Linked DNA regions of Mus musculus: regions 2 and 3 are each linked to region 1. Evidence: chromatin contacts called from public ChIA-PET and HiChIP or PLAC-seq data. All regions are on one chromosome and are shown on one strand. Each heading gives the region's core, a stretch centred on a gene start, on an enhancer-like site or on the middle of the called end of the contact. The rest is flanking DNA. Distances are from core to core; before and after follow the strand shown.

Region 1 (3,763 bases), core at 840-3,339:
AAAAAGTCATGAAAAGAAAAGGCTATTTTGTAACCACTGTTTCCAAGTGGGCCTATAGCCTTCTGATGCTAGATCTGTGGACTTCTCAGAAGACAGAAATTTAAGTGTCTTGTGAAATAAACTGTGTTGTCAAAAATGTTAATCTCAACTGGGCAGTGGCGCACACCTTTGATCACACAGGGAGGCAGATCTCTGTGAGCTGGAGACCAGCCCGGTTTACAGATCATATTCCAGAACAGCCAGTGATACACAAAGAAATCCTGTCTTGAAAAACAATCAAGCAAACAGACATGTTAATCTCTACCTTTAAAGAATTCCAACTTTTGCCAAGGCTAGAGCACGGTTACTAAATCACCACCAGCAGGCTACTTCTGGCACTATAGATTGGAATAGGTGTTTATCTTACTATACTCGCTTAGTTTAAAGTGGTGGCTATGTAATTATGCCTTTGATAGAGATCAGCCACTTTGAGTCTGCATCCAGTCTCTTTATTGTGGTGTATCTGATTTTTAGCCCATCTTTGCAACACTGCTTATAGTTCCTTAAGGTCAAGCTACCCTGCTTCCCTACTGTGAAAATACATAATAAATAAAGTGAAGATACGTGCTTTCAAAACAGAAGGGTGGAGTCAAGCTAGAGATTAAGTTACCTTAACTTTAAAACGCATGGCAGTAATCTCTGTGAAGCAGGCAAGACCAGTATGCATGCAGACACAAAGACAGGGCTTATCACCATGATGAAAACGCAGGGTACAGTGGGTCGCTGCACTCAGCACCGCCACACGCTTTCCTTTAAATCCGTTGAGTCTGTTCCAGAGGATTCCTCACACCGAACAACAAACACTCACAGCTCCCCTGTCCATATCACCTTACATGATATCATAACTGCACTTTTCCTGTAAGAGCTGGGACTATGTCTCACATCAGGCCTCGCACGGTGTCTAGCTAGCAATAAGGAAAGTGAGAGTTACTGCGTGAATTGTGTCATCTAATAATAGCTACCACTCTGAGAGCACCTGCCATGTTCTAAGTAGTCTACTGTCCTGCAGGCTTCCCCAGGCTGGGCCACACAATCTGAAGCTGACCTCCAGGTAGCCTCACTTAACTTACATAAACTCGCTTTAGTTTCTCCAGCTAGGACTCGGGGCTTTCTAATACATTGTCCTCCACCACACCTTAGCGCTGGCGATTGGACCTAGGGCCTCCCACACTCCAGTCAAGCATCCTGCCGCACACCTGCTTCCTCATTCCCCTTTATTTTGAGACAGACTCTAAGTTCCCCAGGTTGGCCTTGAACTTCCTCTGTAGCTCAGAATTTACAGTCCTTCTCCTTTCTCCAGAGTAGTTGGGGTTTCTGGTTTGCGATCACCAGGCTGAGCTTCTAACAGATTCTGGTTTCTGTGCAGAATGTCTGCCATCTGTCTCTAATAAGGGCAGGCATCTTTCTCCACTTTGTGCTTAGGAAATAGGAAGTCAGTGGATCAAAATGTCCCATTTCTTCAGGTGGGAATTCACTTGCATACACTCGATCTCAAGAAGCCTGTTGTGAAACCTATATTTAAACTTTAGGAATAATGTGTTGAGCATTTTATAAGGAACTCCAGGAATGGGGAGGCAAAATTTAAAAAAAAAAAAAAACGGTTCTTTCCATTGCCCTCTTATTGACATTGGTACAGAATGTTTGCTGCAATAAGAAAGCCACTTCCTCTGACTTAGCCCACGTCACAAGTCTGGTTCTTGCCACATCCTGAAAAACTTCTGAAACCCAGGTTGGCTGAGTAGTCAGTCATTCAGCCAACTACTAGATGCTCATAGTAAAAGAGGGCTATACCCCAAGACCTCTAAATTGTAAGTCCAACAGGGGTGAGAATGTCAGAGGATTTGCGCTAATTCCGCCTTCTCCTAGAGCATCTTTGCAGAGCCGCCAGATCTACAAGTCCCCGCAATTCTCGGTCTTGCGCTTCCTTCCTATTGCACGTGGCCTTCTTTAGCTCCAGAATCTCCCTTGCCTGCAAGCTCCACGTGAAGAACCGCAGCCGCCAGACTCGCGGTCGCCCCACCCCGCCCCAGCCCCGCCCCAGCCCCGCCCACTCGGCCAGCACTGATCTAGGTCTCCGCAGGAGCCCGCCCGCTGCTCACTGCTGCGGCTGCGCCTCCTTGTTCTCAGCGTCACCACTGCCGCCATGCCCGGAGGGTTGCTTCTCGGGGACGAAGCCCCCAACTTTGAGGCCAATACCACCATCGGCCGCATCCGCTTCCACGATTTCCTGGGAGATTCGTAAGTGGCCACCGCGTTGCCCTGCCAGGTGACGGGTCCCCAGAGCTACCTGCCTCGCTTCTTTCCGGGTTGCGCTCGGCCGCGGCGGGTCTCTGGCTTAGCCCCTCACCGGTTCCCGCACGTGCCCGCCGCCGGGGTCCTGCCGAGCATCACCGGGCATTGCTGGGGACCTGCGACCTCTGCCCGGCCCTACGCCGATCAGCGGATCCTTCCCTGACCCAGCGTGGCTGGCCTGGCATGGGAAAGGAGGTCCTTGCCGAGGACGGTTTGTTGTCTGTTTAACCTGGTTTTGTAAACAGTGTTGGGTTTGTGTCGGGGTCGATCTGAAAGCCCAGGGGAGGTGGGGCAGGGTTGCTCGGTGTTTGAGGTCATTTCCCGGGACGCTTGCCCAGGGTCGCACTGCCCGCCCTCCTGCCGCTCTAGAAGTTGTACCTTGCGGAAGGTGGGTGCCTAAGGTCAAAGTTAGAGCACACAGCCACAAATTAAGGGCTGTCCCGACGTTATCTGGGTTCCTCTTAACTTCGGGGAGTGTTTGCGGACTTCTGAATTAAAAAACAAAACAAAACTACGGTGCCAAGTAAGTAGCCAAAAGACTTTTTGTCCAGAGCCTCCTTCAGAGGTCAAAAATAAGATTATATGTAACAGCTTTGGGAGCACCCAGAAACACTCTGTAGGCGTGACCGTGATTCTAGAAGAAGCAATGCTTTGAGGGAAAGGCTGCGACCATTTTGCCACTCTAGGCCATTCCAAGGCTAGGACACGTGTGCCTCCCCACTTGGAGACTCTTTTGTTTCCCAGTGGTCCCCTCCCCCTCTGCTTTGCATCAGCGCCTGGCCTTGCTGCTGATAACAACAGTGGTGGCCACAGTGGCTAGGTATGCACCGATTTTGTCTTAGTTTTACAGCTCCTGAATGCACACATTGTAAGATGCTTAGTTTCAGTCCGCTTTTTGCATACGCGTCAGGCTATGTTGTGGTTCTGGAGTTTCAGTGCCCAATGACACTGAATAAACAAACTCTTGGGTCTGTCTGTGTCCTTTTCGTATCTAGTATGTATGTATGTATGTATGTATGTATGTATGTATGTATGTATGTACGTGAGGACAGAGCAGTTTATGAAACTACTCCGTGACCAGGCAGGAAAGGAAGCATTAGAGAATCTTTCCTGAGGTGAGTTTGGCTCCTCCTGACTAAGGGGAAGCAGAGCTTTTAAAAGAGAAAGGTAGACTAGAAGAAGTAGCAAATGGAACCCTCAGGCCTTGCAGGAGAAAAGTCTAAAAATAAGCATGCCAGCCAGACTCATCACTCAAAATCTAGTGTTAATATTTATCCAAGACTGCCAACGATTTACACAGTGTTCCTTCCCATTCCTGTCTGCAGCCCACACCCCCAGGAAATGTGAGGGCTTGCTGGAGCGCTTCATCTGTAAGGATGAGAGATAAATATGAATCTAAAGCGCGTGTGCTGTGAAGATAGCCACACTATAG
Region 2 (3,763 bases), core at 852-3,351, 750 kb before region 1:
CTTTTTAAAAAGTCGAGCTAGAGAAGAACTTTCTCGGACCCACCCTCGTTCACCATCTCTGATGGTTTCTTTTAAAAATGGCCAAGCCTGGTTCACTCCATTTGGCTTTTGCTTTAGCTCAACCCATCTGACCGAAATCAAAAACTGATCCTTTAAGTGATGTTCTTGTGAGCCTTGCAAGGAAGACAAAGCCCCCATGGTGTGTACATAGGCCCAGGGCAGCACTAAGACTTCACCCAGAGCTCCTCCATGGTGTCTTCCATGGTTTCTTTGACTTACCAGAGCACACTGCTTGCAGAAAGATGTACATGGCCCCTTTCCAAAACAATTGATGCCCTATATTACAAAAGTTAAGGCCCATTGGTTTTCATCATAATTTCGTTTTAAATGTTTGGTCTCTGATTCTGATGGCCTTGCATTGCCTAACCGTAACTCCCAACTCTTTCACACATTTTATTTGTTGTAAGTTACAGTTAGCACAGCATCCTTTCTTTCTATTTGGTGTATAAAGTCTCCTTGTTTTATTTGAGGTTTCTATTCATCTTTGTAAGCAAGTTCCCTAGATTTCAAGCCAGGACAAACCCCAACCCATCATTCTTCTATCTTTGCGTTCCTCACATCAAGGTTTGGTGCCGTGAAGGAGGAAGCTGTCGAGCCTTGAAGTCGAGGGGCTCAGAGTACATGGAAATTAAGCAACCCGTGTGACTAGCCTGGGAGTCATTCCCCTGCGGTCACACACGGAAACATCCTGACTTACCCTCTCCTCTCCTCGACAGCTCTCTAAAACTGTGGTGTTTTTAGCAGCCAAGTGTCATTTGGACAAGTGGTGAAATCACCTTGCGATTTGTGACATCAGCTGTGAGGCAAGCTCTCTGTTCTCCTAACTAGCCAGCCTTCCTTACAGAAAAAAATAAAAATCATACCCAGACAGTCTGGATTGTCAGGGAACTGTTTTTGTTTTTTGTTTTGTTTTTTTTTTCAACAACTAGATTTAAAAGTAAAAAAGAAAAACAAGCTATATTATAGCTCAAAAATATAATTGCTAAAGACAGAACAACTTTAAGCTGTTCTTACAATTCTTACAATCAAGGTATCTCATGAGGCAACCCTTGATATTAGAAATAAATTGGTGCTGAGACCTCCAAATGTAATTAATAATCTGCTGCAGGTTCAACATTAGTTGTCATAAAACTAAAATTTCAAACCACTGTTCTCTAAAGAAAAGTGTCCACTTTAATTAAATATACCTCCAAAGGTGCAATCTATTTACATGACGGTTCTTATTCCAGTATCCTGCTTCAATTCTTATGACAATGTACTAGTCCACTGAAAGGAAGCAATGGCGAATGTCAAAGGTTTTCTTTCACTCTTCAGGTCCTGTTTCCAATATGGTTTAAGTGAAAGTCAAATTATTTTGGGGATTTCCTCCTTGGGCCTAACTAAGGAAGTAGAGTCGACTTTACACAGGCATTTCCACTCGGCCACAGTTCAGATGCCTGGCGGTCTGTTTAGGCAAGGCCCACATACATTACCGGTGTCTCCTCGGGTCAGAACCTGTGAACTCTTTGGTGGTGTGTAGGCAGACTCACGTTTGCCTTTCTCTTTTCATTGGGTCTGAATCTTTCCCACATATCCTATGTGGCAGGAAAGTAAAAGCAAAAAGGGAAATTAGGAAAGATTCCCGTCATGCAAAACGCAAATAACACGAACGCAGACAGGAGACAGCTCCTCCTACCGTACACTGCAGTTAGCCAAGCAGCGGGTGACAGGCCTCCAGTTAAGCAAACACAACTGCTTCCTCCGTGTCTTGTGTCAAGAACAAGTAGCTCTGACATTGTTCCCTTTGGAGATCTTTAGTCGCTAAGCTCCGTCACTGCAGGACAAGCGCTTTTGCATCTCAGGGTGCCCAGTTCTGCCCTGGGGTTCACCTGATTGATAGAGGACAACAGCCAAGACAGAGGCCCTGGCCAGGGACAATGCGTAATTGATTCCGATTATTTTTCCTGTGGCCAGTCAGCAGTAAACTGTCACCAGCTGTAATCCACCGAGTGTCCCTATATACAAGCTGGTGTCAGCTCGGAGAAAAGCGGGGAAATGCTCTACCATGTGTAAATAGACATCCAGACTTGCAGACACACATAGGCTAGCTAGGGCTCAAGTTTCTTTCATTGCCCTTGCTGGGAGGAAAAAGCGATTTTCAAGAAGGCTTCATGCTCAGGCATTCCTGGTCAGAGGGGATATTTTTCCAAGGCCTCGGAGACTCACGGTGTATGAATTGCACCTCTTTCACAGCTAACTTTTATCTCAGCAGTAAACTCTTAAGAAGAGGCTGCTGGAGGCTTCTTTATTTCCCTCTTTTCCTTTCCCCCAACTCACCGGCTACTATGAGAGATTAAAAAGTGAGACTTAGAAAAAAACCTTACACGGCAGACAGGAAGTTTAAACTAAAACTTGTCAGTGGAGCGTCTTGCTCTGTGAATGTGCCTGGGACGCCTAACTGCAGCAGCGGAAGAAAGGAGGGAAGGAGTCAGCTGAGCGCGTGTTGGCTCTGCTGGCTCCTCATGCATTTATCGATGCTTAAACATAGAATTGTTAAGTGCCCGGCGCTGACATTCCTTAGCCTACCCATGCCAAACATACTGGATGCATTGTCTGGGGAAACCTCTGGATCTAAACACGTATTTACACCCTTTAGTTGCCAAATGGTTTCCATCTGGCTCACCAATGCTGTTGCCAGAAGGATATTCCACTTCTGGTCAGGCTAGAGTTGTCAGGGCCAGAGTGGGGGTTTCTGGGAAGGCTCTGAGCCTGAGAGACACTACATGTTTAATGACGCCACATTACTTGAGCATTTACATGTTTAGATCACATGGCAGCACTAGCCCAAAATAGAACTCCAACGCAGGGCAATGTCGAAAGCCATGAGGTATTCAGGGACTCTCTCCACACCACAGCTCCCTCATTCCTTGCATCTGGCTGCTCCTCAGGCTTCAGAGCCACATGATAGGCAAAACCACAAATACCAAATGCTCTAATTTATTTTTAAGCATTCCCACCAAGCACTGAGAAATATCCACTCTTTGTTTTTCAGTCAGAATAATCGGTTCCCATGAATCACATGAACCCATTCCATTCACAGGCCCTGGGGGCGGGGAGCAGGGGTCGGAGCATAATCAAAAGGGAAATTAGCCAACTTCTCCACGTCTCAGCATCAGGGGTAGCGTTGAGCCTCTTGATCCAATTGCCCACACAGGGAGTGATCTAAGCACCAGAAAATGAAACAAGGTATAATGGCTCTCCTCCCTGCTCTTACGGAAACCCCACGAATGCACAGGTCAACATGAGAGTCGCCAATAAGCAGCATCCTTTCTTTGGTGGAAAGGATGACATAGAAGCTGAGAGAGAAGAAAATGAAGACTGAACCAACCTAGATACTCTACCACAAACATATCCAAAGCTTCAAGGAAAGGTCTGGAAACGGAGACAAGCTAAAATAAAGGTGGACATGATCTCTTATAGCCCCCCATAAGCCTGCAAGGCTGAGGCTGAGGCTGAGGCAGGAGGATCATGAATTTAAGGCCAGCCTTGGCTACAAAGCCAGTTCAGGCCATCATGAGGCACACAGTAAGATCCTGATCCATCTCCCACTTCAAAAAAGGCACACAGCGTGAGAAGGGCCTTAGTTGGCTTTCAGTATAATCAGGAAAATGGCCTTAGTCTACAACCGAATATCCCTTTTGCCTCCACCATATAAACATTCGAA
Region 3 (3,763 bases), core at 666-3,165, 660 kb before region 1:
CACAGAGTGTTCCGGCGATGACCCAATGGGCAACTCTACCCCTGAGACGTTAGACAAAAAGAACACAAGGAATAAATTTGTACCCAGTTTATTCCATTAGCTCCACAGACTGTTAAAAATAAGAAAGATTGTTTGGTTGGCTGGTTGTCTTAATTGATTGTGGCATTTGGATTAAAGCATGAGTTGAGACTCCTAGCAAGTGTCAAAATTTGCCTTATGGGCATCAGTGAATTTCAGTGTGGGGGAGGGGAAGGGAAGAACTGAGTCACTAATAAGGAATGACTTACAAGTTTCTGGGTGTGGGTATATTAAGATTCAAACTCTCTCTGTCTCTCTCTGTCTCTCTGTCTCTGTCTCTCTCTCTCTTTAAAGGATTTATTTATTATTATATCTAAGTACACTGCAGCTATTTTCAGACACACCAGAAGAGGGCATCAGATCTCATTATGGATGGTTGTGAGCTACCACGTAGTTGCTGGGATTTGAACTCAGGACCTTCGGAAGAATAGTCAGTGCTCTTAACAGCTGAGCCATCTCTTCAGCCCAAGATTCAAACTCTTATATTAATGGGCTTTTTATTACTACAGCAGATGCCTGAAATAATCAGTGTGGAAAGTTATCTCGGTGGTCCTGTAGTTTATTGGTCTCTGGTGAAGCACTATAGCATGGGGTAGAACACACACCAGAGCAAAACTACTCATCTCATTGCCAGGAAGCAAAAGTGTTGTAGAAGGGTCTGGAGTCCTTTATCCTGCCCAGGGATACATCCCTCTGTGACCTCAAGGCCTCTCATTAGACCCCATTTTTCAATGTCTCACAATCACTACCACTCTGGAGACCAGGCCTTTTAACAAACAGGCCTCTGTGAGGCATTTACAATTGAAGCTACAGTACTCTCCCCAGACACTTGCTGGTGTCAGCAGTTTTTTTCATGGGTCACCCTTTACTTATTTTCTAGAACATTCACCCTCTTCTCATCCCTGTGGGACACTAACTGGAATAATAGTATCCTAAAGCTTCTCCTGGGGCAGAAAGGACAAAGGAGACTTGATTCTACAGCCTAGGAGGGATGGGGGTGGGGGACCAGAACAAGGTCAAAGCAGGAACACGGTGCATCCGTCTTGTTGTTTATTTTTAACCAACTTGCTCTAACCTTAAAAGGAAACTTAGTCTGTAAGAAGAGCACTGTTATGCTGTGGTGGCCCTGAGCACATACCAAGACCTCTACAGAGATTTTAACTCTACTGCTGCTCTCAGGATTCCCTTGCATGTGCATGCTCAGGCTTGCAAGCAGTTCCCAGCCACTGATGAGCCATGTAGAGACTATTAAGGCAGATGCATTCCAAGTAAGGTGAAGTACTTGCCCCATAAGAGTCTGGCTTGAGAGCAGCCTGTCAGTTAGACTGGGGCTTTACCATAACTGTGTTCCTTCCAGTTCAAAGATCTTTCTCACTTCTTTCTCTTTCTCTTCTTCTGCCCCTTCTCGGTTGTTAAGCCTGCAGTCATAGTCTGCATGCTCTCTCTACCTTCTTCTGTATCCCATCCCACTGGCTTTGACTCTCATAAATCTCCCTAAACACACTAACCCTAAGATCTATTTCTCAGAGCCCTCAATTAACATATTCAATGACAATATATGGCTGTTATCAACAATTATCTACTCATTATATTTTCTATACAAGACACTACACCAGGGATGTGTGCGGAGTAGAGAAAGAATACTGAGAGATACAGATCATGGTTTCTACCACCACAAAACCTTTCACCAACTAGGTAATGTGAGTCCCATAGATACTTCAATGAACAATAGAAAGTACAGTTGTCATGTAATTACTCATTTACATGACTGCTCGTATTTCAGCAAGAGTGTTTTCCAAACCGTAAGTCAAGACACAGTACTTGACTGTGAAGTGACGGCAGTGAGTCACATGCTGCATCATTGAAAATGAAAGAGAAGATACCAGAAGAAAGCATACCACATGTAATATTACAGTATGAAATGTCTATGTGCATATGTTTAAAAATTGACACAATTATATTTTAAAGTGTGCTTGTATGTCTCCATCAAAAAGTTAGGAATTGAATTAAGAATTAGCCCATGTCCTCCTTAAAAGCATGGGTGGTAATCTTTCCAACAGCTGTCTCCCGGCAGTGTTTGAGTAGATGTAGGTCTTCAACAGTTGTTTGTGGATGATGTTCGCTGAGTAGGAAAGAGGAAAGTCACCTATCTCTTTAAGAATAGGAAAAGTGGAGGAAGAGAAAGAGGAAGACTGTGCCAGGGCTTTAACATAATCACATAATCAAAGGTCAGGATACTCCGGTCTTAAAGTGAACTAGAGGTTCCATGAATTGGTGGGTATCTCGATTACCTGTTCGTACAGAGAGAAATTAAGGAAGGAGATGTTGGCCAGAAATTAATGTCAAAATAACCAGCAAGATTCTCCAAGCATGAGTTTTCTATGATAAGCTTATCAAGTAATAATGTCAAAATCATATACTTGCACAGTGCGTGTGTGTTGGGGGTGTTATTTATTTTAAGGGTCTCGACTGGTATTTCTTTGTAAAGATTTTTTAAATTTTTATGTTTTATGTGTGTAAGTATTTTGCCTTTATATATGTAAGTGTGCCACATGTATGCAATGCCTTTGGAACTCAGAAGAGGGTACTGGATTCCTCTATAACTGCAGTTATGGAGCGTTGTGAGCTACCATATGGGTGCTGGTCATTGAACTTGGGTTCAAGGACAAGAGCAGCAAGTACTCTGAGCTCCTAAGTCATCTCTCCTGGCCCTCAATTCATATTTTTGTTATATATTTTTCATCTCAGGCATTTTGTGAGACAAGAAGAGAGAGGCAGCAGTATATTCACCTAATCAAAGGCAGTGACATTTTTTGATTCTACTTCCCTGTAATGAGCCAAGTTGGGCACTTGGTCTGAAATGAACTCACTCTATTTAGGTTTCTTCTAAAGTCAATTTTTCTTGTAAACATGTACAGAGGGCCCCCATTCTTATTGTTTAACTCTTTTAAAAACACTTTTAAATTATATTTTATTTATTTAGTTATTCTATGTAGGAGTGGCTCAAATGCCACTGTTCATGTGTGGCAGTCAGAAGACAACCTGTGGGAGTCACTTCTCTTCCAACACGTGGGGCACCAGAGACCGAGTTCATCTCACTGAGGTTGATGGCAGATGCTTAAGGACATTGAGCCATCCTGTTGACCTCTAAGTATTTATCTCTTGCAGGCAATTAAGTATGATAGATTTAGTCATGTTATTATCTCATCCCTTGGGAAAATGGACTGGTTTTATGTTCTTTTTTAGTGTCTAGAGTGTTTCTCATGATGCCTAAAATTAAATCAAGTTTTTTTTTTTTAAAGATTTGTTTAACAACAAAGACAGAACCAAATGATACCTACATATTAAAATAGATTTCCATTCCAATACAGATTCATTACCTACTGAAGTCTTCTGACTTTGAGTTACACTAATCTAAGACACTGATTATAAAATCTGGCAAAGGTACTTGGGCAAGATGGCTCAGTGATTATAGTTGCTTGCTCTGCAAGCTTGACAACCTGTGTTTAACCATTAGAACCCAGGTAAAGGTGGAAGGAGGGTCAGCTTTGTGAATTTGCCCTGCATCCTCTCACACATACACACACACACACACACACACACACACACACACACACACACAGAGAGAGAGAGAGAGAGAGAGAGAGAGAGAGAGAGAGAGAGAGAGAGAGTTTGTTGTTCATTC

What was found. ChIA-PET counts read pairs in DNA pulled down with a chosen protein or histone mark. HiChIP or PLAC-seq counts read pairs in DNA pulled down with a chosen protein or histone mark.
Region 2: a contact with region 1 is called in an H3K4me3 HiChIP or PLAC-seq map of bone marrow-derived macrophages, with 8 times the contacts expected there. The contact joins the promoter of 2810442N19Rik here to the promoter of Prdx6 in region 1. A contact is called at or near these places in 2 of 115 datasets of contacts at active chromatin or transcription factors (bone marrow-derived macrophages and large pre-B cells).
Region 3: an RNA polymerase II ChIA-PET map of memory CD8 T cells shows a contact between it and region 1, with 34 read pairs. The contact joins the enhancer-like site here to the promoter of Prdx6 in region 1. A contact is called at or near these places in 4 of 39 promoter capture datasets (the 3T3-L1 cell line, hematopoietic stem and progenitor cells and pre-B cells), 5 of 115 datasets of contacts at active chromatin or transcription factors (effector CD8 T cells, embryonic stem cells, large pre-B cells and 1 more) and 2 of 9 other capture datasets (adipose tissue and liver).

The regions. Positions count from the first base shown.
Region 1 is chr1:161,249,536-161,253,298 of GRCm38.p6, reverse strand. Prdx6 (peroxiredoxin 6) reads left to right here and starts at 2,089. Exons shown (of 5, transcript NM_007453.4): 1 at 2,089-2,277. The coding sequence starts at 2,183.
Region 2 is chr1:162,003,307-162,007,069 of GRCm38.p6, reverse strand. 2810442N19Rik (RIKEN cDNA 2810442N19 gene) reads right to left here and starts at 2,101. Exons shown (of 3, transcript NR_040562.1): 1 at 1,736-2,101; 2 at 1,248-1,634. The region is part of intron 20 of Dnm3 (dynamin 3); the gene reads left to right.
Region 3 is chr1:161,905,418-161,909,180 of GRCm38.p6, reverse strand. The region is part of intron 2 of Gm31925 (a long non-coding RNA gene); the gene reads right to left. Among named protein-coding and RNA genes, the nearest start is that of Gm31925, 11 kb to the right of the region's middle. Within about 2 kb of position 1,915, at least 46 of the 459 cell types and tissues checked have an H3K27ac peak or open chromatin away from gene starts, as enhancers often do. A contact at or near this core is called in effector CD8 T cells and memory CD8 T cells, where this site is marked.